4 separate regions of the Pan troglodytes genome follow, and regions 1, 2 and 3 are each linked to region 4. Evidence: chromatin contacts called from public HiChIP or PLAC-seq data. All regions are on one chromosome and are shown on one strand. Each heading gives the region's core, a stretch centred on a gene start, on an enhancer-like site or on the middle of the called end of the contact. The rest is flanking DNA. Distances are from core to core; before and after follow the strand shown. Region 1 holds the start of FIGLA (folliculogenesis specific bHLH transcription factor). Region 2 holds the start of MXD1 (MAX dimerization protein 1). Region 3 holds the start of ADD2 (adducin 2). Region 4 holds the start of FAM136A (family with sequence similarity 136 member A).

What was found. HiChIP or PLAC-seq counts read pairs in DNA pulled down with a chosen protein or histone mark.
Region 1: a contact with region 4 is called in an H3K4me3 HiChIP or PLAC-seq map of stem cell-derived excitatory neurons, with 6 times the contacts expected there. The contact joins the promoter of FIGLA here to the promoter of FAM136A in region 4. A contact is called at or near these places in 1 of 7 Hi-C or Micro-C datasets (induced pluripotent stem cells) and 1 of 1 datasets of contacts at active chromatin or transcription factors (stem cell-derived excitatory neurons).
Region 2: a contact with region 4 is called in an H3K4me3 HiChIP or PLAC-seq map of stem cell-derived excitatory neurons, with 7 times the contacts expected there. The contact joins the promoter of MXD1 here to the promoter of FAM136A in region 4. A contact is called at or near these places in 1 of 7 Hi-C or Micro-C datasets (stem cell-derived neural progenitor cells) and 1 of 1 datasets of contacts at active chromatin or transcription factors (stem cell-derived excitatory neurons).
Region 3: a contact with region 4 is called in an H3K4me3 HiChIP or PLAC-seq map of stem cell-derived excitatory neurons, with 5 times the contacts expected there. The contact joins the promoter of ADD2 here to the promoter of FAM136A in region 4. A contact is called at or near these places in 1 of 7 Hi-C or Micro-C datasets (stem cell-derived neural progenitor cells) and 1 of 1 datasets of contacts at active chromatin or transcription factors (stem cell-derived excitatory neurons).

What each region holds. Positions count from the first base shown.
Region 1 is chr12:51,933,142-51,935,944 of NHGRI_mPanTro3-v2.0_pri, forward strand. FIGLA (folliculogenesis specific bHLH transcription factor) reads left to right here and starts at 1,331. Exons shown (of 5, transcript XM_001138053.3): 1 at 1,331-1,609. The coding sequence starts at 1,379.
Region 2 is chr12:52,825,175-52,828,038 of NHGRI_mPanTro3-v2.0_pri, forward strand. It overlaps MXD1 (MAX dimerization protein 1), which reads right to left and starts at 1,578. Exons shown (of 6, transcript XM_525776.8): 1 at 1,062-1,578; 2 at 245-344. The coding sequence starts at 1,134.
Region 3 is chr12:51,955,512-51,958,211 of NHGRI_mPanTro3-v2.0_pri, forward strand. ADD2 (adducin 2) reads left to right here and starts at 1,304. Exons shown (of 16, transcript XM_001143954.8): 1 at 1,304-1,730.
Region 4 is chr12:52,430,714-52,433,471 of NHGRI_mPanTro3-v2.0_pri, forward strand. It overlaps FAM136A (family with sequence similarity 136 member A), which reads left to right and starts at 1,409. Exons shown (of 3, transcript XM_515532.9): 1 at 1,409-1,595; 2 at 2,540-2,680. The coding sequence starts at 1,509.

The DNA of each region.
Region 1 (2,803 bases), core at 81-2,580, 500 kb before region 4:
TAGCACAGTACCAATGCTTACTTCCTAGTTTGAGTGGTTGTGTTGCGGTTATGTGGAAGAGAGGCCTTGTTTAGGGGGAATACCCACTGGAGTATTTAGAGGTGATATGACAGCATGTCTGCAACTTAAAAACTTTTTAAAAAGAATAGATCAATGGATGCAGCTAGACGTCATTATTGTAAGGGAACTAACACAGAAACAGAAAACCAAACATTGCCTGTTCTCACTTTATAAGTGGGAGCTAAACATTGAATACACAGGGACACAAAGATGGAAACAATAGACAGTGGGGTGTGCTTGAGGGGGAAGTAAGAGGGGGCGTGGGTTGGAAGGATACCTATTGGGTACTAGGCTCACTACTTAGGCCACGGGATCATTCGTACACCAAACCTCAGCAACACACAATTTACCCACATAACAAACCTGCACATATACCCCTGAACCTGAAACAAAAGTGTAGAAAAAATATTTTCTCAGACCAAAGAAAAAAAATGTATTTCTATGCTTGGAAGGAATGATTTTACAGAGGGCTTCCAGAAACATGTCTGATTTTCAGGTGCAAGATCAGAATGTTCCAGTTATATTGATAACCTCCAGAGAAACAAACTCTCGTGAGTAATCTAGTCAAAACAGAAGATGTAGTTAATTATTTCTAAAGTACTAAATTGTACTCTACTATTAAACAAGTTTGGGATCGCTGTTTTCCAGCACATTTTCTGAAGTAACAACTGTGTTTGGCTGTGTTGACAATAAGGGTCTGTGTGGAAAAGGGGGAAAATGAATAAAGCGATGTATCCCCCCCACCCGCGAAAAAAGAAAAGAGTTCAAATAGAATGGAAAAAGAATAATGAAAATGAGAATATTCACAGCGAGAAAGAGGGCAACGGAGCAAACGTGAAAACTTAGCATGTAGAGAGCGTGTCGAAGGGGGTACAGGAGCACTTAGAAACTCTTCTTGCCATTTTCCCCTCAACTTTTATTTCAAAACGAATTCTTAAAAAAGTTTTCTGGATATCCATCACATTTTTCTGTATACACATATCCAGAAGCTCAGGCCCCAACCCAGACTGATTAAATGGGAATTTGGGGGACTGGAACCGTGGCATGTGGATTGAGAAAAACACCACTACCACGCTCCCGGCGGTTCCAGGTGTGCAGCCGGGCTGCGCTCCAGCGCTCCCGAGTCACACCTGTGCGGCTTATTCAACGCGATGCCTGGACGCAGCCTCCAGAGAGGAGGCCGGGATTGGAATACGCAGCCGCAGCCGGGGAATGGTTGCAGGTGGTCCAGCTCCCGCCCCCGCCCCGCCCCCGCCCGGGCCTCGTGCGGTCCCGTGTGCGCAGGTGAAAGCCCGGCCTCAGCGGCCTCGGCCCCGCCATGGACCCCGCGCCCGGCGTCCTAGATCCCCGCGCCGCGCCGCCCGCGCTCCTGGGCGCCCCGCAAGCCGAGGTGCTGGAGGACGTGTTGCGGGAGCAGTTCGGGCCGCTGCCCCAGCTGGCCGCTGTCTGCCGGCTCAAGCGGCTGCCCTCGGGCGGCTACTCGTCCACTGAAAACCTCCAGTTGGTGCTGGAGCGGCGGCGTGTGGCCAACGCCAAGGAGCGTGAGCGGGTGAGGGGTCCCTAGGGTCGACGCCCGTTCCCCCCTTCCCTGCTCTACCACCAAACACCTGGTCAACACCCGGGGGTCCGCTCACCGCCCACCCCCGCTCGAGGCGACTTCGAGCTCCCGAGGCCTCCCACGCCCCCAGCTTGTCAGGAGAATGGCAGTGGCCTCCTTCTTCTGCACCTCCGTGCAGCTGCTCGTTGGCGGCCGCTGCGGTGGCCGCCTCGCCCGCTAACCCTCCAGGATTTGTGCAGGACCCGGGTCTGGCAGGGGACAGAGGAGGGGCCCTGACAACTTCAAAAATGTCTCCCTGGGCAGGTGCTTTAAAAGCTTCGCGCCCAGGGGGTGAGCTTTCATCTCACACCGTAGGCGCTGGTGGGTGTTTGGGACGCGCAGGGATCCCCTTCGCTCCTTTTTCTTGCTCTCTGCATCTCGGCCTCGAAGCACACACGAGGGTGAGGAGAAAGGGGGGCCTGACGGAAGTGATTTTCTTTTTTAAAGTAACGAAACACGACGTCCCAGTGTGCACCCAAGGCTCCCACTCAACTCTGTCAAGATAAAGTGAGTGTTTCCCAGTCGAGCCGCAGCAACTCGCAAACGGGAAGGGTCCTGTGGGCCGTGGTTGGAGCGGCACCTGCTGGTAGATTTTACTATCTCTAACGAAACTCAGCCCCAAACTTGGGAGACATGGTCTCCTTCCTAGCGTTTGCAGTCTACGGGTTTCGTTGCAGCAGAGGCGAATCCAGGAAAGAGAAGGGTGAGGGATAGAAGAGGGAGCAGAGCGCACGTTCAGGACTGGGACTGGGGAGAGAAGTTCCGCCCGGGGCTGTTCCTAGGCCTTTTAGAAATGTCCCAGTGAATCAAGTAGGAGCTTTGCAGGGAGAGGGCAAGCGCAGAAAGGACGACAGGAGAGTAGGAGACTTCTTTAAGTCTCCTCTTTTACCGGTACTAGACTCTTGATGGACAGAACCCTGTGATCTGATTCGGTGGCCCTACAAAGAGATTATGATCTAATACTTTAAGTGGTCCTTCCCACCAGGAAGGAATTGTCTTCTCCAGAGAATCAGTCCTGGTTTTATCCACTAAAACACGAATGAGCTTTATTATTCTTTATAATGATAAGGTTAACACACTTGGAAAAGACGGAAATGAGTGAAGAAGAGACACAACACAGATATAACTACTGTGAACATTTTTGTG
Region 2 (2,864 bases), core at 328-2,827, 390 kb after region 4:
GTGAAATTAAATTTTGAATAAAGTTCATAAAGAAATGTAAAACATTTCTATTTTTCTTTTCAGTTCCCTCAACCCAAACAGAAACAGCTTCCTGCAATGACTTAAGTCCATGTGTACATTACTGAATCATGACGGCCACAATGTAATTTTATAGGGTTATAATCACAACAGGCAACTTACATTCAGCAGTTTGTGTCACCTACAATATAATCTAAAAGACAGAAAGAAGTATTTACCAAATTACCTGCTACTGCTGTTATTCTTTTTGGATTTGTTCCTCCGTTTTAAGGCATCTCTGTCCTTGTTATTGTATGGTAACATGGAGGCATAACCATGTTCAGCTTCTAGAAAACAGGAGGATCCAGTTAATGAATGGGCCCAGAATATTTAATACTCTCTCCTCTCTATAGTATTTCCTTTTTCCTTTATTTATCTTTAAAAGAATATTGTGGAAATAATTAAATGGAGTAAGGTGGAATTCTGAGAACAATGATTTTTAAAAAAATTGTGTGAATATCGTCAGTTCGGAGCAGGTGTAAGGAGGATTCCAGCTGCTCATTGTTGAGAAAGACACAGTAGTGGCTAGGCTCACGCAGCCTGGGTTTCCCATTGGCTACATCCAGCAGGTTGGTGCGGGTTAAGTGGAACCAGCTCAGGCGAAGGTGCGGGGCAAGTACCGTGAGCCGGGGACCGGGAGGCGCTGCTCCTCTGCCCAGGAGACTGGGGCGCCGGGCCCACCCGGGGGCCGGCCGGGACCAGCCCGGGTGAGGTAAACCAGGGAGGCTATCGGAGGGGGCCCCGGCCACCCACTCGTGAAGGGCTGGGGAAGGGGCGGCGTTCGGGACCCCGGCGGGCGGCAGCCCCTTCTCCACCCCATTCATTGCTTTGGGGCAGCGGCGGCTTCCCTTCGGACCGCGCGTGGGGAGAGCCGGAGGGGTTGGGAGCGCTCGCGGTCTCCCCGCCTCCAACCACCCCCGGAGCGGCTGGGCGCCCGGACCTGAGGCCGGCCCCACAGGACCCCCGGCCTCGTTTCGAGTGGACCCCTCCCCGTCCCCGTGCACCTCTCTCCCGCCGCTCCAGATAGTCGGCCGCCTCCAGCAGCATCTGGATGTTCATCCGAACCGCCGCCGCCATTCTGCACCGGGGGCCGGAGCCACGGGACCAACCCCCACTGCCCACGGGCTCGCTGCCGCCGCCGGACCGCTGTGGAGCCCGCTGTGGAGCCCGCTGTGGACCCCGCGTAGCAGGGCTGAGGGAGCCTCTCTGGCAACCACGCTCGACAAGAGAGGGAGGGGGCCAGTGAGCTGGGCACCGCCGACACAGTGACAGAACCCGGAGCAGAGCAGCAGCCGCCACCGCCGCGGAGTGTTTATCCCCGACTCACCATCTCCCCGCCCCCAGCCCCTTCTCTTGACAGGCCAGCTTCGGCCGCGTTCCTCATTGGGCCCCCCAAAGAATGCCCCGCCCCTACACTTGTGCGATTGGGAGAGGGCTTCAGGGCTCCACCCCGCAAAGTCCGCTCCTCTCGCTGGTTGGTCACACTTGACAAGGCCCGGGCTCCACCCCCTCTTTCCAACTGGTGACAGGATTCGCAACTCCGCCTCGTGCTCCTTCCTTGTTTCCCATTGGTTCTATACCAACAACCCGGGCCCCCTTTTGCTTTGTTAGTATTGGCCAAGAGCTGCAGAAGGCAAGCACCTCGCCGGTCTCCCATTGGTGAAGCCTTCGGAAACCTCCCAGCTACGATGATGTCACCTTTCTCCAGGCCAGGCGAGCCCTAAGTGGCTGATGGTCAGCAGCCTGGCTGCTCCTCACCGGGTCTGGCATTGGCTGGGAGGGCCGGTCCGGCGCTGGGCGGCGCTGATTCACCAGCCGCTGCGGAGCTGTGCTCCACCCGGCCTTGCCTCGGACCTGTTGCCAAGACCTGTCCCCGGGGAAAACTTCCGGGGACCTGCCAGGCGTCCATCGAATGGAAGGCTGGCACCTCGTGTCGCCTGGGCGCTCTGCCCCGCTTGGGTTCGGGGCCGGAGCCCTCGGTCTGGTGGCCGCGGCCCTGGAGGTTCTGGGCTTCGCGGAACTCGGGCTGGCGAGGGCCCAGCCTCGAATCCTCCCGAAGAGCGGTGCAGGCTAGTGGCCGGTGAGCCGGGAGCTAGGGCAGGCGCCACGTGGCTGCTGCGGGGCTTGAGAAGAAAAGCCGGCCGTTGCTAAATGCTCGACGCCCGGCGTTTTTTCTGCCCTCAAGAAAGAGCTGGAATCGGGCTGCAGTATACAGCATTGAGCTCATGCGCCTTTTCCGCACCCCCCTCCACCCCCGGGAAGTGATGGAATAATTAATTACTTTCACGCGAGCGGCTTTTTAAAGCTCAGAGATTTCCTGAACCTACAGAATGGCATTAAACCCTAAGATTCTTTGCTTAAATCTCTTTTGGGGTTTTCCCCTCCCTTTTAATTCTAGATGAAAACACTCACAAGATTATTGTTTTTGTTTGTTTTGAAAGGGAGTTTTGCTCTTGTCGCCCAGGCTGGAGTGCAATGGCGCGATCTCGGCTCACTGCAACCTCCTTCTCCCGGGTTCAAGCGATTCTCCTGCCTCAACCTTCTGAGTAGCTGGGATTACAGGTGCCCACCACCACGCCTGGCTAATTTTTGTATTTTTAGTAGAGACGGGGTTTCACCATGTTGGCCAGGCTGGTCTTGAACTCTTGACCTCAGGTGATCCACCCACCTCAGCCTCCCAAAGTGCTGGGATTACAGGCGTGAGCCACCGCACCCGGCCAAGAATACTCTTTAAGACGTCTGCAAATGGTGTGTTTCCGCATGGGGTGGTACCAATAGAAATGCTTAATAGAATGTTACGTATACAG
Region 3 (2,700 bases), core at 54-2,553, 480 kb before region 4:
AATGAGAATGAGTGAGAAGCTCTGAGTGTGGAAGGAGGGTGCAGGGACCAGGTATGCATGTGTGTTTCTTGTAAGGGAAGGGGGGCTGAAGCAGAAAGACAAGTTTATCCTGGCATCTGAAACAGAATTTCTAGGGTTGTCATTAGCATTTTCTTTTCTAAATCAGTAGTATCTCTCAGAGTGGTGTTTCTAAAGTGTTAGTGTGCAAAGGAATCACTAGGGCTGCTTGTTAAAATTACCAATCCTGAGCCTACCTCCAGAGATTCTGGTTCCACAGCAGCACTGTGGTGGGGGCCAGTGACTTTTGTGGGGGTGTCTGATGGCTGTGGTGCCCCAGAACCTGGAAGGGCAGAGGGGCCATGATCAGGTTTCAGATCAGTGGCCAGAGGCTTTTCTGGAAGCAGTACATTTTCACAAGCACATTTTCAAAAGCCCTTGGAGAGGATGTTGATTGAGGGGAGTTTTGGGGACTGGTGGAGATTATGGGGGTGAAAAGTCCAGAGCTATCTCTTAACACCCCTACTCTCTGAGGGCCAGGCCTTGAAAGTATTGGAAATGGGAGGTGCCTTAGGTACACTGTCATTTTACAGAGGAAGACAACGAGGCCCAGAGAGGTTAAGTGCGTTGATTAAGGTCTCACAGCTAGTTAAGAGCAGCTCTGAGACGGCAACCGAAGTATTCTGGTTCCCTATCCAGTTCCCCACTCACTACACACCTGTTCCTTCTGGGGCGGGAGACCTGAGGAAGGAAAGGAGTGAGAGGAGAATGTAGTGAGAGTTGGAGAGCGTTGGGTCCACAGCTCCCAAGGGCAGGGCCACAACAAAAATTTTGTCCTGGTTGAAAAGGAGTGAGAATCAGGACAGGGAGAATTTTGGTTTGGAATTCAGTCAAACAATTGCTATTAAAATCACTAATAGAATTATCTTCCGAAGGCTAGCTGTCCTTCCCAGACGAAAAGAAATATTCCAAGTGTAAGACTTTTGCTTTCTTCCTTCCAGGGAGAATACATTCCCCCAAGGGAGCTCTGTTTCAGATTTTCTCCCTAGTAACAGACTCCCCTGCTTAGCTCTGGCCATCCCGGGTAGTGAGTGGTGCGGGGCGGGGGTGGAAGGGGGCTGGAAGCCTGGCTAGGGGGGTCTGCGGCGGCGCGGGCGGGGGCGCTGCGGGGAGGAGGGGGGCGCTGCGGGGAGGAGGGGGGCGCTGCGGGGAGGAGGGGGGCGCTGCGGGGCGGTGGGGGTGCGCTGCGGGGCGGTAGTGGGGGTGCTGCGGGGCGAGGCCGCTGCGGGGCGGTGGGGGGCGCTGCGGGCGGGGGCACTGCAGCACCGCGGCCCTCGGGCGGCCGGCGCGGCCTGCTGGAGGGGGCGCTGTGGGCACCGCGCAGCGGCCTTTTGTCAGCGCGCAGGGCCAGGAGAGCTCTCATTTCCTCCCAGCCTCGTGCGGGAAATGGCTTTAATTCTGACGGCAGGGCTGTGAGGGACTAGCGGGAACCCGAGCCTTTTGTCAAGGAACTGCGGCGTCGGTGGCCAGTCATACCCGCCGCCGCGGAGCCGCTGCACTGCTGGGGGATCTCCCAGCAGCTCTGACGAGCGCGGGCTGCAGCATGGGCAGAAAACGCTGCTCTGCAGATTAGCTGGGTGGATTTTTTAAGCGCACCCCACCCCCCAAACCCATAAAATAACAAAACCAACCCGCAGTGGCCGACCGGAGATAGCTAAGATGCCGCGCAGGAGGTAAGGGTCTGGGGAGCGGGCCTGGTGGGCTGCCTGGGGTCGCTGGTCTCCTGGCGCGGAGACCCTGGCATCCCTCGGCCGGGCGGGAGCCGCTTGGCCCAGGTGGGGCGCGTCTGTTGCCAAGCGCGTCGGTGCTGCAGCCCTGGCCGGCAGCCGTGTGTTTTGCGCCTAAAGGTTTCTGGTGATGATGTAGCATCCGAGGCTCTTAGGAAATCGGGGCTGCAAGCACTGGCCCCTGCTCGGGGATGGTGGGACCCTCGCCCGGAGCGTAACGCCTGACAGGTGGGGCTTTCTTTTGGGTCCGAATGGAGGGGCGGCAAGCCTCGCCTCGCCTCGCCTAGCCGGGCGGGGCCGCTCCTCCCCTCCCCTCCCTCCCCTCCCTTTCCTTCCCGCTCGGCCGCCGCCCTCCGGGGTAGCCGTGCGAGGCGGGCTTGGCGGGGCTGGGCGCGTCCCCCGGGGCCTCGCGATCGCTGGCTGCGCGGCGCTCAGCCGCAGTGGCCGGCCGAGCAGGTGCGGCGTCGGCAGCCGCCTACATTGAGATCGGGGCAACCGGCACGTGAGCGGCCCTCGTGGGTTTTGATTTTATGCGGCTCCACCACTTTGGAGGGAAAAATCCCACTGTACCCGAGGGGGTCTTGCCAGTCTGTTTCTTCCATCTTCCCTCTCCTCTCCCTGCCTCCCCTCCCTTTCTGCAGCCGGGGCGGAGGCCATCCCCGGTCCCGGAGGCGGGAGTCGGTGTCTGCTTATTTTTAAATCACACCACAGCCTACCTGGTGTTGGGGGGAAGGGAGGGAGGGGCAGACTGCTTTAGGATGCAGATCAGGCTCTCGGGTCTGGCCTATTGTCTTGCCTTTTCTCTTCCTTCCTTTTCTCACCCCTAATCTCCATCTCTTGCCCAAAACTAAAAATAGAAAATAGGAAATAGAAAATAAAAAAGCAAGCTCCAGCCCACACCCTATCAAATTCTTTA
Region 4 (2,758 bases), core at 159-2,658:
CTGTGATCCAACAATCCCATTTCTAGATATTTACCCAAAAGAAAAGAAAATCTGTGTCTACAAAAGACTTGGTCCAGGACTGGGTGGTGGTGCATACCCGTAATCCCTTTGATAGGCAGAGGCAGGAGGATAGCTTGAGGCCTGGAGTTTGAGACCAGCCTGGACAACATAGCAAGATCCCATCTCCAAAAGAAAACAAAATGGTCAAGGATGTTCATAGTCACCACTTTATTCATAATAGCTACTAACTGGAAAAGACCCAAACACCCATCAGCAGGGGAATGGATCAACAAATGTGGGCCGGGCCCGATGCCTCATGTCTGCAATCTCAGCACTTTGGGAGGCCGAGGTGTGTGGATCCCTTGAGGTCAGGAGTTGGAGACCAGCTTGGCTAACATGGTGAAACCCCGTGTCTACAAAAAAAAAAAATTAGCCAGACGTGGTGGCACATGCCTGTAATCCCAGCTACTCGGGAGGCTGAGGCATGAGAATCACTTGAACCAGGGAGGTGGAGGCTGCATGAGCCAAGACCACATCACTGCACTCCAGCCTGGGTGACAGAGTGAGACCCTGTCTCAAAAAACAACAATGACAGATGTGGTATGTCCATTCAATAGAATACTACTCAGCAGCAAAAAAGAACCAACAACACAGCTCAATCTCGAAAGCATTAGGCTAAGTATTTTTCAGCAATATGCTAAAAAAGCCAGACAGAAAAGGAGTACTTATTGGATAATAACATACATATGACATTCTAGAAAGAGAAAATGTAATCTACAGTGACAGAAGCAGACCAGTTAGGGCAGGGGTGGGGAGATGGGGTAGAAAGGACAGAGACTGGGACAAGACAGAGTTTGGGTTTTTATTGTTGTTTAGAGACAGAGTCTCACTCTGTCGTCCAGGCTGGAGTGCAATGGCGTGATTTCGGCTCACTGCAACCTCTCCCTCCCGGGTTCAAGCAATTCTCCTGCCTCAGCCTCCCAAATAGCTGGGACTACAGGCATGTGCCACCACACCCGGCTAATTTTTGTATTTTTAGTAGGGACGGGGTTTCGCCAGGTTGGCCAGGCTGGTCTCAAATTCCTGAGCTCAGGTGATCCACCTGCCCACGGCCTCCCAAAGTGCTGGGATTACAGGCGTAAGCCACTGCGCCCGGCGGACAGGGTTTGTTAAAACTCATCAAGCAGCACGCCTAAGATCTGGGCATTTATCTGTATGTAAATTACATTAAATAATTTTAAAGAATGTAAAGGGAGGGACAAGGGAGGGGAGGAGGAAAGGCAGGCAGCAGCCTCAGGGCAGGTGTCCCAGTGACCGGTTCCCAAGCGGGAGGAGGGCGGTGGGCTCGCGGACACCAGCATGCAGTGGCTCCGTTCGGCCGCCAGGGGGGGCGTGGGCCCTGGAAGGGCGGGCGGCGAAGGGCGGTGAAGGGCGGTGAGGGGGCGGGCCCGTACGCCGATTCCACATGGGCGCCGGCGCGGAGCGCCGCGGGGCAGCGCGGGGTCGCCATGGCTGAGCTGCAGCAGCTCCGGGTGCAGGAGGCGGTGGAGTCCATGGTGAAGAGTCTGGAAAGAGAGAACATCCGGAAGATGCAGGTAGCGGGGCTGGGGCCGAACCAGGACCCCCTTCTCAGCGGGTGGGTTCCGGGCCCTTCCCTCAGCCACCACGCGACGCCTTGCACTGCAGCCGCGTCCCCGCAGACCGGGTGTGGGCGGCCCTGGGGTCGCCGGGGCGGCCTCGGACAGGACTTCGGAAGCTTTGGCGGATCGGATGAAATCCGTGTGCCCTTGCCATGCGCGAGGCTGTTTTCCGCCCCTTCCAGCCCGGGGCAGGAGCGACCTCGGCGGCAGGTGGGAAGCCCCTGGTGGCAGGCGCTCGCCCCACCACCTTCCCCTCTTACGCGGCCCCTTCCTCAGGTGAGCGGCCCGAGGCCCAGCAGAGGCGCTGCCAACGTGAAAGACCAGAAAGGCGAGGGCTTCCGGCCTCCCCGTTGGCCAGGTCATGCCTGCTTCTCTTGTGCCCAACCTCGCTTCACACAGCGCGGGTTTCTACACTGTTCTTCTCTGAGCCCCGCAATGCCTCTGTGTGTTTCGGTCCTGCTTCTCTCACGGAGTCTGTGTTTCCCAGATAGTGCCCCTTGAGTCATTGATTAGTGGGTCGGCTGCCCTCTGGTGGAATTTGTATTGCTAGGTTGCTGACCTCTGAACCCCGTGGAAGAGGCTCCTGGTTTTCAGAATTTGGCTTCGTCAGACTACCCTACTCTCACCCACTCGGGGGAACCTCTGTTCACCCAACCATCGGTGCAACAGGTGCCGATGAGCTAGCAGCAAGGACACCATGAAACACTACACTAGACATTGAGGATAATTTTCCCCAGTGGTGGTTTTAAGGTCCTGGTGTCTATTCTCAGGGAAGGTGAAAGCAGAAGGTGGAGAGAGAGGTGCAAATATCCACGTGGCCTTCTAACTCCTGTAGTGCTCCATAGTCATCTCTGTCCCCAGAGACTTTCCTACCTAACCTCTCTGCCCTTTCTCCCCAGGGTCTCATGTTCCGGTGCAGCGCCAGCTGTTGTGAGGACAGCCAGGCCTCCATGAAGCAGGTGCACCAGTGCATCGAGCGCTGCCATGTGCCTCTGGCTCAAGCCCAGGCTTTGGTCACCAGTGAGTTGGAGAAGTTCCAGGTGAGAAATATCCTAGACAGAGCACTGTAGTCCTTGATACAGACTTTTGCAGGAGATGACAAGCATTTGTTCAAAACT